Linked DNA regions of Ovis aries: region 2 is linked to region 1. A link is a contact called in public Hi-C data. All regions are on one chromosome and are shown on one strand. Each heading gives the region's core, a stretch centred on a gene start, on an enhancer-like site or on the middle of the called end of the contact. The rest is flanking DNA. Distances are from core to core; before and after follow the strand shown.

Region 1 (6,927 bases), core at 2,497-4,996:
GGGAGAGGAAACTGAGTAGGCAAAAAGTCTTCAGAGACCCCAGGATGTTCAGAAATAGGGCCCCTAAGCATCTCATCTCATTCCTGCTTCCCTGGCATGCTCTTTTTCCCCAACTCCACCAAGTTAAATCAGCCTCCTCCTTCCTCTACTGCCAACTTTGAAAGAACCTAAAAGATCTGCACTTGTCTCTGTCCCCTCCCCACCCCTCTCACCATGCACACAGCTGAAAGCGGACACCAGCAGGGCTAGAGGACTGCATGAGAAGCTCGTGGGATTCACAGTCTGCCAGGGCCTCACTGAGCCCTCACCTTCTGAGCGGGTCTCAGGGTTGCAGGGGAAGAAACAGAGATGGCACCTAGCTTTGCTCTCTGTCCTGAAACCAGCCCCTGCCTTTCAGCGGTTGCCTGAGGACATATGCCTCAGCCGCTGACCCCTCTGCTCCTCCCTCCTCTTAGACACAGGAGATGCATGTGCCCTGGTAGAGCATTTATGCCAGCCTGCCCCCCCACCCCGCAGCCCCATTTCCCAATCTCCTGCTTTCCCCTGGGGGTGGGGGGAGTGGAACTTTTCCTTCCATGACTGTTGAGGCCTAGCACCAGAGGTGCTGAGGAAGGCGGCAGAGCTCTGAGACTCATTAATGTGACAACTTGGGATGCCAGAGCTAACTACCAGCTTCCGACGCAGGAGAGCATCCCCACACCCAGATCCAATGCATCATGTTGGTCTTCAGTCTCCCAGACAGACCCCAGCCAGGCTTGAGATCAGACACTAACCTCCAGGGTTCTTTTTTTTTTTTAGAGAATCTAAAGCCATCCTTCAGGTTTTTTTTTTTTTTTTTTTTTTTTTAAGATGCTTGAGCCTACCTCTCCACCACCCCCTTCCACCTAAAAGGATTAGGGAAAAGTGGATTGACTTGAGGAGGGGGTGGTGGGAAGGGACTAGATCTTGCCTAAATCAACCTGCACTTCCTCCTGCCCCCCCATCCATCCCCATCACCTATTTCAAGCAGTAACCTGAACCAGGGCTTTCTGGGAAGCCAATTTGTGCTGCAGCAAGAAGAAAGCAGCAGCAACAAATCTGGGATCATCACCAGGCAGCCTGTGGCTGGCCACTGCCTGTAGGAGCCGAAGGGCCCAGAACCTTAGGCTCTTCCTGTCTGACTCTCCCCTCATTCCAGCAGAGGCCAGGACAACTCTAGTGTCCAGAAAGCCTCAGGGGCATAGCTTGGGGCAGGCATCTTGGCTTATCTTGCTCTTCCTGCTTGCTGCTTCTTCGGAAAAAGAAGGACTCTCCCAAACTGGGTGTTCGGGTCCCAGTTCTGCCTATTATGGCTAAAGAGCTGAAGCCTGAGGCCCCTTCTCTAGAACTCACAGTTCTTAGCACACAGAGCCGCCGGGAGGGTTTCTATGATATGGGACACAAGGAAGGAGCAAACCCCAGAATCTGCCAGATCTGCCACTTACACCCTAGTTTCCCTCCCATCGCCCCAAATCCTGCCTGACCCCAGCTCAAGGCTTCATTCCAGCTCTCCAGGGCTCTGTTCTTCAGAGGAATTGGGGGTAGACGTAGAGACGCCGCCTGAGCAGGAAGGAGGGGGTGGAAAAGCAAGAGCGCAGCTACGGGTTGTCTACTCGCTTTGAGGGGGGATGCCTTAAAGCAGGAGCTGGATTAGGTCCAAGTAGTAAATCAGGTGGGTGCACTCTCCTGAAGCGTGCAGGGGGCGGGGTGCGGGGTAAGGGGGTATAATTTCCAAGGGGCCCCATGTAAAGTAAGGTAATTTGGGAGGGAGGTGGTGGTCAAGTCAGTCAGTCTCAGTCGAGAGGAGACCCAGGCTCCTGCCACTCACCCTGGCCGCCCGGGAGGAGTAGGGATCCTCGAAGAGCGCCCACATGCGGGGCTGCCAGCCGCGGCAGCCCCCGGGCCCCGCGCCAGGGCCCGCGCCTCCTTCGTGGGGCCCCAGGCGCTGCAGGGCCAGCTCCCGCTCGTCGTCGCCGGCCTCGTCGCCGGGCCCCGCGCCCCCACCGCCTCCGTCCGGGCTCTCGAAGATGTCGAGCGCCTCCTCGGCGTCGCGGTGCTGCCGGTAGGTCATCCAGCAGCAGGGCTCCACGTCGGTCTCGTCGATGCCCCAGAAGGTGAGCTCCTCCTCAAAGAGGGGGCCGCATACGTCGGCGGGGCAATGTAGCTTGCCCGTGCGGTAGTAGTTGAGCACGTAAGCAAAGACGCCCGGGTGCCGGTCGAAGAAGAACTCGCAGCCCCCGCCGCAGCTGCTGCCTGCACCACCGCCATCGGACTCGGGCCGGCCCCCGCCGTCGGGATCGGCCAGCCAGGCGAGGCGGGTGCCCGGTAGGGTGCGCAGGGTGCTGCGGTAGGTCTCATGTCGCGTGCCGCCCACGTTGATGATGATCTTCTCCGACGCCTCGCCCTTGGCCATCTCCTCCTTCAGACATGTTTTGGACGGAGGCTTGTTCCCCGACTTGCGCCCGCGGTAGGAGGAGACACACACCGAGCTGATCATAAGAAGCGCTGCGGGGCTTCGGCTTGGGGCGGCCGCTGCCCTCCAAACACCCTTCCCGAGGAGGCAGCGTCAGACGGGGGAGGGGGAGGAGACGAGGAGGCAGGAGGCAGCGGCGGCCCCCTCTGCGGCGTGGCCCTGCCCCTGCCTCCCCCCCGGGGCACGGAGCGAGAGGAGTTGGATTTCTCGGGTGCACAGGTGGTTGGGGTTTGGGCTGGCAGCGCCGGGGAGGGAGTCAGGAGGGGAAACGGAGAGCGGAGGACCCAAGCGAGGCGCCCGGGGAAGTAGGGCAAGCACACATACGTTACCCCCGCTAGGACCCGAGGCACTCCGACGCTAGAGGCCCGGGACACGCCCCCCCTTCACCTCCCGAAAGACCGGGAAGTGCACTGTCCGGGCGCACTGCGAGGGTCCGGGCGGTGCGCGCGCTCACACCCACACGGGCCACCCTCCTGCTCCCAGTCCGCGCCGAGCCCGGGAGCAGCCGGCTTCCCCGCCGCAGCAGCGGCGGCAGCGCAGCAGCAACAAGTCCTGGGAGCGGCTACCGGGGCCGGGCCGGCGCTCTCACGGTAGCCGGAGCTCCGCGGGCCCGGGCTGCGTGCGATCAACAAGAGGCGGCGGCGGCGGCATGTGGCCTCTTCCCCCCATTCATAAATCCAGCGCAGGGCACGGATGGCGGGCGGGGCGGAACGCGGCTTTCAGACAGGCGGGTGCTGCGCAGGGCGAAGCGGCAGAAGGAAAACAAGCGCGCCCGCTGGAGCGAGCCTCTGGTCCTGCGTCCGCGGCTCGACAGCGGCGGGGAGCTGCGCTGGGCTGGGCGCTGCGGGGGCCGTGCCGGGGCGGGGGGGCCTCAGACGGGGCGTCCTGCGCGGCGCCGAGCTTGGGGGGGCGGGGCAGCTCCAGGGAACAGGGCTCTGGGCACTGGTGAAGGAGTCTCCCGGGTGGCGGCCGAGCAGCCAAGGACACCTGCAGGCTTCCTGGGCTGCGCCGAGAGGGAGCCTCAGCGCAGCGCCCCGGCGCCGGGCTCCTGCGATCTGGCGGCACTGGGAGCCACGCCATCCACGCGTTTACCCATCTCTGGGCGGGGCGCTGGCCTTGGCCCGCAGCAGGGGGCGGGAGAGAGGTGGCCTAGGAACGGGGGTTGCCTCCACGCTGGTGGGTTGCGGCTCCGAGGGTTCTCCGTCTCCCTCCGGCGTTGGCAGCGGACGCCACTCCGCTGGCGCCTTTTCCTCCCGGCCCCGCCTCGCTCGGGCGCGCCCTCCGCGGGGCGGGGTGGGCGGGGCGCGGCTCCGGGCGGACCAGACTAGCTGCAGGGCCCCGGCGGCCGAGCTCTGCGTTCCTCCGCGGAGCGGAGCCGAGCCCAGCTCAGCCAGGCGCGTAACCCCCTCGCCGCCTGCGCGCCGCTCTTGCGCGCCTCCGCCGCCATCCTCTCCCGCCCCCTTCGGCCCCGCTCCCCGCCTTCCTAGAACCCGCAGCTCCTCCCACTGCAGTCCCGCGGCCACCGGAGCGCTCTCGACCTCTGACCTCTAACCTCCGCCTGTCCCTTCTGGCCGCTCGCGTTTCCTCCTCCCGATCTAGCCGATCGCTTTGTTGCGGTTTAATTGTGGCCGACTGGAGGCTGGAGGCGGGGGGGGGGGGGGGTGGTGCGGAGGAAAGAGTGGAGAGACAGTGTCGCTAGGAAGAGGCTGCCCCCTCCTGCCCCAGACATTGTTAGGGCCTCCTGACGACTCCGCCCCAAACTGGGTCCAAGATCCCCGTCGTCCTGATGCTGGCCTCTGTCACGGTCACCGAAGCCCCCGCCCGGCGGCCTTGGACAGAAAAGCAGCTCCTGTTCTGGGTGGAAGAAAAGCGTAGTCCTGGCGCTGTTACGGGTGTGGGGCAGATGGCCCTGAAAGATCGTTAGGTTAAAACCGTGGTTCATCGTTGTCCCAGGGGGCGCATAGAAAGCGTCCATGCCACACCTTGTGATTCCCTCCAGGTTCTACTGTTTCACTCATTTGCAAATTGACTTTGCCCTTTTTCTGTCACATCTCTGCTCTCCAACCCTGAGCTCTTACAGGCCACACTGCTTTTTCATCTTGATAGCTCCCACAGTGCCTGCCTCTGAGAACCTGTTTGCTAAGTGATTGAGAAGCTGCCATATCCAAAATATTAGGCACTAGCCTGACTGCATTGGCTTCAATCCAAAAGCAATGTCCAGATTCATTTGTTTTTATTTGTTAAGTCTAGAACTCTTCCACATCTTTAGTCCTCTTTTTTAATGATTTTTTTTTTTTTTTTTTTAGTTTTAGCCAAGCCTTCTCCATATCTGTCCAGATCACTGTAAGAAGGATTTTAAAGCAGAAATACAAGGTGATTGACACACCTCCCGGGACACCTGGGCACCATCTGGCTATAGCTCTGAGGAAAGGTTAGAAGCCCAGTACAAATATGGGGAATCCTTATACGCAGAAGTCTCATCCTTAATGAGGTCAGAAAAAAACAAAATAATGCGATGATGAACAGTAATCTCTACTAACACACAGACAAGTTAAACAACATTCTGGACTGTAATCAGAAACACAAATTTGCTGGCACTCATTTTGTGTCTAGTCTCTCTACCCCTTGGATCTGATGTCTGCATTTCAGAGTTTAGCTGGCTTTGAGTTTGCTTCAGTGAAAAAGAAATCTCCCAAATGTGACTGAGAAGAAGACCCAGGACAAGCCAAAAGCTAGAATGAGGAAGTAAGAATCACAACAAGGGTATTAAAGAATTGACTGTAATGAATAGCTTTAAAGCCCTAGCTGACTGTGTCCTGGCAAACTCCGTTGGGGTCTCTCCTCTACTTTCCATTCTTCAGGGTGGTTGAACTCAGTCATTCCAAGAATACAGAGAGGATGCTGAAGGTGGATGGGAGAGGTGAAAAAAGCCTTGCCAGCATCCCACTCCTAAGTCACTTGTTCATTCAATAAATATTTCTTGAATATCTACTATGTCCCAGAAGCTATTCCAGGCACTGGAAATCAATGAACAAAACATAGACCCTCCAGCCTTGCCCTGGTAAATCTCTGCTCTCTTGGTGTTTCCACACTGCAGAGTGTGTAGATGGTGAGAAGCCTGTGGGGAGATGGGTGGAGGGAGAAGGCTACCAGGGAAAAAGGAGGCCTGAAGATCAGAAAATGGGATGGGGGTAGAGGAACCCAGAAGGAGTAACTGAAAACAGAGGGCCTAGCCTGGGAGAGGCAGTGGGGAGAAAGAGAACTGGGTAGGAGGGCCTCTGACTCAGCACACCCAGCTTCTGGAGTAGGGGGCTCTGCCTCAGACCAGAGGCCTCCAGAGAAGACCTCACCACTTGCTGAAGGTTTTATCCTAGAGCTCTGGGCTACTTTGTTACCTGAGCGTCTCTGAAATTTTCCGGAGAATTCAGGATGTGGCAGTTGGCCTCGTAGGGCTTGTCTCCCTCTATTCTGTGTGTATGAGGACCTCCTGTTTCCTCAGAGCTCAGAACCCAGGAAGGAGAGAGCCCCCTGCTCAGCCAACCATGTGACAGCCTACTGTGGATGGGTAGGTGCTGCCCCCTGGTGGTGCTAGGACACCATGCTCCAGACCTCACTTGGCTGTGGTCCTGGGAGAAAAAGGGTCGGTCAATTCCAGGACCTCAGGTTATCTCTCCCATCTGGGTCTCAGCTTGCTCTCTCCCTTTTCCATTGTTCCAAGACCTTGATATCTGACAGTTTTAAGCAAGACCACAAAGCAGTCACAGTTGGAAATTCTGAATTCCACAAACTTCTTTCCCTTCATTATCACCTTTTCTCCACTTTCCTTCCCTGACTGCCCAGGTTTCTTCTGGCTGTCTGGAAATGACATCCATCTGGGAGCCAGTTCATGCTTAAGTGTCAGCCACAGTGTGCTTTCCTCAGCAGGGATAAAGGTATGGCAAATGAAGAGAAAAGAGAGTAGTGTTTGATCCCAGAGTGGGCTGGATGAGGGGTGTCGGCTCTGGAATGGCCCCTATAAGGCCCTTTCTCTCGTAGGGCTGAGGCTGATCTGGAAGGCTTGAAAGCCTGACATCAAAGCTATTTACATTTCCTACTTGGTGCAAGGCTCAACCACTTTGGGATAACATGAGCCACCCAGTCTCCTCTCCATTTTTTTCTTTGGACTCTGCTTGTTTTGAGGGGCTCCAGGCCTAGCAACAGGCCTGTAGGTTCCAAGCCAAAAGCCTAACCATTGCTATTCACATATCCCTGTTTTGGTATTCCAGCTCCAGCCAAGGACCGATCTCTCTTCCCTCAGATACAGGTCAAGGAGCCAGCATCCTCTCCCAGCCTTCCCTGCTTCCCAGACTGGTTAATTGAATTGCTTTATCAGCCATCATCACAGAGGCAGAAGGTGATAGAGCTTTTCCCCTTGTGGAGGGAGAGTTGGGAGGATG
Region 2 (6,927 bases), core at 1,736-4,235, 180 kb before region 1:
GTCGAAGCTTGCGTCTGATGTCAGGGGTGGACTGGCTGATGAATTGAACGTGAAGGTAGAGTAACCCAGCAGGGGTGGTGATATCTAGGTTGGTATACTTCTGGACTATGCCTGTGAGGCGTGCCAAGAATAAGGCTGGATTTTCGTCTGCCCCTTGGGTGATTTCTCTGACTTTATCATAACTGACATGGATATGAATATTTTTTTGCATTCCTTCTAGAATGCAGGTAATCATATGATTGAGTCTCTTGATACCTGGGTTACTGGGCTGGTAGGTCCGGTGGGGATCTAACTGAGGCACTGCCTCATCAGCAACTGAGCTATCCCAGTCTTGGTTGTGTAAATGATCAGCATGGGCTTTAGCCACTTGCCAGATACGGTCTTTTTTGTCAGGGGTGAGAGTGGCATTTAGGATATAATATATGTCACTCCATGTGAGGTTACAGGCCTGGGAGAGTCTCAGGAATTTTTTTCTGTATCTGGTAGGATTTTCGGAAAATGATCCTAGCTTTTCTTCTATCTGGCTCATATCTGACAATGAAAATGGCACGTGGACTCGGGTGGGGCCCTTTGGTCCTGCCACCTCTCTCAGGGGAAACATGTTGGGTATGGGACTGTGTGGGGGTGGGGAGAAAGAGGGGAGGGGAGTCGGTGAGATGGGGTAGCAGGGTTGAGGGGAAGTCAGGAGAGGTTTCCACGCCAGTAGGTGAGTTGGATGAAGGGGAAGGAGAGGGTTGGCGGGGCAGCGGGTAGGGAGGGGGCTCATCCGCGGGGTCGAACTCCGGGGGTGCGGAAGGTCAGAAGGTCGTGGTCTGCAGTTAGTTGAGGAAGAGCCCTTTCGCTTGGGAGGCAAGGTGCATAGAAGGACCTCGTGGGTGGAGCAGGCCTTGCATAGGGAGGGCTGATCCGAAGATTTTGAAGAATGTTAAAGTCAAATGTGCCGACTTCAGGCCAGCAGTCTCGATTGTCTAATTGGTATTGAGGCCAAATCTGTGTACAGTTGTTTTAAACCGTTAGCTTTGAGTTCAGTGAGTGAGAGTGGTTTGAGAGTTTTGAGAACACAGGTCAGAGGGGAGTCTTTTGGGACAGACTGGCCAGATCCCATAATTGAAAGGCAGGCAGAGGCTCCTGTTGAGAGCTCAAGTCGCAATAGGAGTTATGAGAAGAGAGCTCTGTGTCAAGGTGGAGCGTCCCCCACGGTCGCCTACAGAGTGGCCCTGGGCCGGGGGTCCCGGGGACTCAAAGAGGACTGAGTTCTAGGGTGCCTCTAGAACACCATCCGGATCTTACCTTAATCTAGGGGCCGGCTTGAGTGGAGTGTTGCAGTAGAGCAGTCGAATGGCAAGAGTTCCCTATTCCGGAGGTCGTCAGAGAGAGAGAGAGAGGGAGAGGGGGTACAGCCAAGGCCTGGGGGTAGGCAAAGCACCAATAAGCCTTAGCCCAAGGCTTGCACCGCTCACAAAGGCACTAGGCGTCCCCAAGGGGAACTTGAGCCCCGGCAGAAAAGTGAGCTCGTGAGCTCGGAGGATGTTCACCCTCCCAGACTCCAGGAAAAGGGAAAACAATGAGAGGGAGGGAGAGTGAGAGAGAGTGAGCCGAGTGCCTCTCCCCTTCCCGGGTTTCCGCACCAAGAATATAAGGTATAGTTGGGGCTGAGGCAGAAAGAAGAAAGACAACCTCGACAGAAGTAGGTTACCTTAATTCAGGCAAGGAGGGGCGACAGTCGGCCTAACGACCAGGCTGAGCGCCGAGAGGGATCAAGGAGTCTCCATATTTATAGGGAGGTTTGTGGAAGCGATCGGGTTTATAGTGTGGCTCAGACGGTAAAGCGTCTGCCTACAATGTGGGAGACCCGGGTTCGATCCCTGGGTCAGGAGGATCCCCTGGAGAAGGAAATGGCAATCCACTCCAGTACTATTGCCTGGAAAATCCCATGGACAGAGGCTATAGTCCATGGGGTCTCAAAGAGTCCGACACGACTGAGCGACTTCACTTTCACTTTGTGGAAGCGATAAGGGAAATGTTAATCAGGCGGGATGTTTTGGGTATTCTTTAGTTGAGATGGCATTTGTAGTTGGGCAGGGGTGATAAGTCTTCTGGGCAGGTGTAGGGGGTGGAAGGTTTCTGGACAGGAGGTGGTAAGTCCCAGATAGATGCAACTGGCCTGGAGTATCAGGGTGGGACCTAAAGTTCTGTTTCGTTTTCTCCGAAGTTAGATGATTCTGCAAGGGCCTCTGAGACTGTTGTTTTCTTTTCTAGGCCCAAAAGACTGCTTCACAGAGAATCTTCCTAACCCAGGGATCGAACTCACGTGTCCTACACTAGCAGACAGATTCTTTACCGCTGAGCTACCTGGGAAGCCACTTACTGACATGGAAAGACATTTATGCTAAATACTGTGCAAAAGATCAGCAGCAGAATAGTATACCCAGTATGTGTGTCGATTTAGCTTTAAAAAGATACAACAACATAAAAGCATTTACTTGCAAAGATAATTGCTTGAAGAATATTCTCCAAGGGATTAATATTCATCTTTGGACAGAGACTATGGGTGGGCTAATTAACTTTTTTTAAAAGGTTATTCTTAAGTAGTCCTATCTAGTCTTTATCACAAGTGCCAGGTTCTTTCCCTTGCCAAAGGGGAAGAACCAACCTTTTCCTTAAAATCCCGACCGTTTCCCGAAACCTCCATTAGCCTTGTTCCATCTCGTCCTCTAGTCTGTGTTCAATCTTTTCTCCTACAAGCCTGGGGATCCTTCATTGGGATCCTGTGTCGCTCTTGTCTGTCCCTGCCCCACCGCCTGGATGAGACCCCGCGGAACAGGGCAGGTTATTTATTGTAAAACTTCAATTAGATCTCGCCCGACTTCTCGGAATCGGTGGGACTGCAGATTTCCCTCCTCAGGGAACATTCCACGCCGTCCAGTCGCCAGTCGCCGCGCGGGAAACAGAACCCCTGCCAATACGCCGCGGCGGGCGCGTAATGATGTCATCCTGGACATAACGCGGAGGACGCGCCGCGAAGTTTGTCCCTTTGGAGGCGCCGTCCTTGCTCACGGCGCGCTCACGTCATGTGACCGCCCGAGAGGCACCTGACACCAGTGGCGAAGAAGGAGGCGACCCGTGACGAGATGGAGGCTACCTTAGAGCAACACTTGGAGGACACGTGAGTAGTATCCTTGTCGGCCCGTCCTGGGGTCGCGGCTGGAGAAGTTGAACGGGACAGAGTGCGAGCTGCGAGCGCCGGCTGGACGTCTAGGAGACGCTCTGTCCCGGGGCCTCCGGTGGGGGTGCGAGGTGACCCGGAATTAAATTGCGCAGGGGCTCCGCACACTCCCTCCCGAGCCGGTCTCCGCGGTCCGAGCCCCAACCCCTCTGTCGTGCTGAAATTGTCTGGACAGGGTCGCTCTTCGACAGTTTTAGGAACCCGGTTCTTTCGAGGGAAAGATGTACCACCTGTGCCGAGCCCTGCCTTTATAAACGTAAACACACATGCTTATTTCCTTCCGGGTGTAACCAGTTACTTGTCGCCTAAGGAAATGAAAGGCATCCCTTAAATTTTTCGAATGAGTAATATCTACGTAAAATCCAAAATTGGAAAAATATAAGACAGCGTACAGGGGAACACCTCCTTCCCATCAGTACCGCTCAGTTTCCCACTTCCTCAGCGTGAGGCAATCCATTGTTACTTAAGTTTCTCAGCAGTTTCAAGTGAGTAGGTATGCTAAAGTATGCATTTTTAACAAAGGCAACTAGATCCCAGGTATTGCAGCGTTCCTGGCCCTCCAGAGCTCAACAGTGCTGTGCCAGTCTTTTCTCTCATGAGAGAAAAATTGGTTTAACTATTCAATTTAAAATAGTTGTAATTGAATTTTTCTTGGGATAGGAGTGGATGATATGTGAAAAAAGATTGAGTAACACGAATTTAATGTCTGGTACATAGAAAGCCTCTTTGTGTTATTATTAATGTCATTTTCCCACATCATTTTCTTCCTTTTTCCTGTGTTCCTGGAATTAGGATGAAGAATCCATCCATTGTTGGAGTCCTGTGCACAGATTCACAAGGACTCAATCTAGGTTGTAAGTATCTCACATCATCCCTTTTGGTAGACTGCATAGCACTTGATGTTGACTGAGAGCCTAGCATGCTATTGTTCTCTAGTTTTTATTTCCTGTTATCCTGACACTTTCTGGGGACTTTTATGAGAGTAGATATCATCTCCAAATAACAAGATTAGAAAACTGAAACTTCTCAGTTGACATTTATAAAAGTAGAAATGTTTCTTGCAGTTCTGGCACTGCACAGTTGCTTCTACTGTAGTAGTATTTGAATAATTTTAAATTGGGTCTAGAAAGGACTTCAGATAATGACAGTAGTTACTATTTATTGAATAGATACCATATGTTGGGGCTGCTAAGCTCTGTATACATCATCTCTAATTTTCACAGTAACCCTGCTAAATGTGTGATGGTGTTATTTTTCAGTTCAACTTCACTTAACAGTAAGTGAGTAGGCAATAAAAATGTGGGATGTAGAGTTGGACACACGTAGGTTCACCCCCTTGCTCTTCTGTTTACTAGTAGTGTGAACTGGGACCAAAAAGAACATCTCAGAGGCTCAGTTTCTTTACTGAGTTGTTTTTTAATAATAAATATTATGGAATTGCATCCATGAGCTCTTACTGTGTACCAGGTACTATAAGTGCTTTACATATACTAAGTCATTTAATCCTCATGACAACCCTATGAGGTAAAGAAACTGAGGCACAGAGGTTGAGTAAACTTGCCTAAGGTCACACAGTTAGTAAATGGTTGAGCTAGGATTTGAATCTGGCTCCATAGTCTTTTAATCACAGTACTATAAGATTATATATATAAAACACTCAACACAGAGTTCAGACATAATGCTCAATAAATGGTAACAGTTACACATGAGAAAATAAATCCAGAAAGGTAGACAATGGAAGGCTTCAGCTAAGTCATGTCAGAACAAGTAAACCCAGGACATCTTGTTCTTTACTCCTCTGTACTATAGGGCTTTTTAAAGCTCAGAATTGTTGCTGGGAGAGTAATTGAAAGTAGTAGTCTGTGTCACCCAGTTAGATTTTGCACACAAACCAGTTGGTTGGAGGGAAAAGGGCAGATTTTTTTGAGGTTTGTTGCCACACTCACAAATGGAAAGGCTGAAATTCAAGTGCAGAAATCTAAAACTAAATGTATTCCTTCAAGAAACCTTCAAGGCCCAAAAGATTTCACTGTATGTCCAATTAATGCTTTTTTGGGGGGTAGGGGGGGATGGAGGCAAGAATACTGGAGTGGGTTGCCATTCCCTTCTCCAGGAGATCTTCCCAACCCAGGGATTGAAGCCAGGTCTCCAGCATTGTAGGCAGACACTTTACCGTCTGAGCCATCAGGGAAGTTAATGTTTTACATAACAACAGTAAATCCATCATCCCTGCCGAAGAGGCATATCTATGACCTGACTTAGTTTCAAGCAGAGGGGCTTGTGTTGCCTTTATATACAGAAGATATTATAAACTTAGTAATTACTTTTTGGACCTGGCACCCAAGATTTAGTTATTATCTACAGGCTAAAACAAATATTAGTAAAAAGTCAATTCTGTTGCTCTTTGAAAACAATCAGCTTATTCTAGTGGAAATAACTGCTCACAGAGTATCTATATATGCTGTCAGGGTGATCTACAGCTGAACTCCTGAGTAAAAATCTTTATATCGTTTGAGGTTGAGCTCAGTAAAAGGAAATCAGATTTCCCATGAGGAATTAATTAGTGTCAACAAGTCTCTGGCCCTTACCGGCTGCTTTTTGTCAGTCTCACCTCTGAATTTCTTCTTGGTTTCAGTTTGCTTTCAGATTGACTTGAATTATAGCTTACTCATATGCTTGAGAAGGTGTTTAGAGACGGTGATGGGAATGACGTCGAAAATTGAGTAGTTTATGACCTTACTGAGTTAAAAGCTGTTGTTGGCTTTCTCGCTAATGTAACCAGCTGAATATCAGGGCAGAATGATTTTGTCACCACATAATCTAAGAGACCATGAGAACCCTCTTTTTGTGAATAATTCAGTTCAGTTCTATAGTACCTCTGTACTCATTTTTGGACAGTCAGGCAATATGATATCATCTCTGTCTTCCAGGCCGCGGAACCCTGTCAGATGAGCATGCTGGAGTGATATCTGTTCTAGCCCAGCAAGCAGCTAAGCTAACCTCGGACCCCACTGATATTCCTGTGGTGTGTTTAGAATCAGATAATGGGTGAGTAGATGGCAACAGATCCCTTCCTTTCCTATTTATTCAGGAAAATGCCTCAGAAACACGACCGGGGCTTGCCCTGTGTTCATCAGTGATTCCTCATTCCAAGTACTTGGAAGGAGGTTCCACCCTTTGGACAACAGGACCAGATGGGTTGGTCTCTGAAGCTAATGTGCTTTCAGACCACAATGACATTTAAATGGAGAGTAAGAGCTGTCATGAACTATCAGTAAAAGAAAGCAATAAATAACACAGAGGAAGACTCAACAACAGAAACAATGTCTGTAATAACAGAAGTACTAAAGACATTCCATGGAGAAGGCAGTGGCACCCCACTCCAGTACTCTTGCCTGGAAAATCCCATGGATGGAGGAGCCTGGTAGGCTGCAGTCCGTGGGGTCGCTAAGAGTCGGACACAACTGAGCGACTTCACTTTCACTTTTCACTTTTATGCATTGGAGAAGGAAATGACAACTCACTCCAGTGTTTGCCTGGAGAATCCCAGGGACACCAGAGCCTGGTGGGCTGCCGTCTATGGGGTCGCACAGAGTCGGACACGACTGAAGCGACTTAGCAGCAGCAGCAGCAAAGACATTCCAAGTGAGGGTCCTCCGAGTATTAGTGAAAAAAGCAGAATACAAAACTATGAACATTAT

Evidence for each region. Hi-C and Micro-C count contacts between places; a contact is called where the count stands out from the background.
Region 2: a contact with region 1 is called in a Hi-C map of tail adipose tissue, with 2.8 times the contacts expected there. The contact joins the promoter of LOC132658082 here to the promoter of KCNC4 in region 1. A contact is called at or near these places in 9 of 16 Hi-C or Micro-C datasets (blood, hypothalamus, liver and 4 more).

Annotation. Positions count from the first base shown.
Region 1 is chr1:87,522,423-87,529,349 of ARS-UI_Ramb_v3.0, reverse strand. It overlaps KCNC4 (potassium voltage-gated channel subfamily C member 4), which reads right to left and starts at 3,746. Exons shown (of 4, transcript XM_027972888.2): 1 at 1,847-3,746. The coding sequence starts at 2,515.
Region 2 is chr1:87,704,482-87,711,408 of ARS-UI_Ramb_v3.0, reverse strand. LOC132658082 reads right to left here and starts at 2,985. Exons shown (of 2, transcript XM_060401415.1): 1 at 1-2,985. The coding sequence starts at 766. It overlaps LAMTOR5 (late endosomal/lysosomal adaptor, MAPK and MTOR activator 5), which reads left to right and starts at 3,101. Exons shown (of 4, transcript XM_004002306.4): 1 at 3,101-3,166; 2 at 4,019-4,080; 3 at 6,157-6,274. The coding sequence starts at 3,132.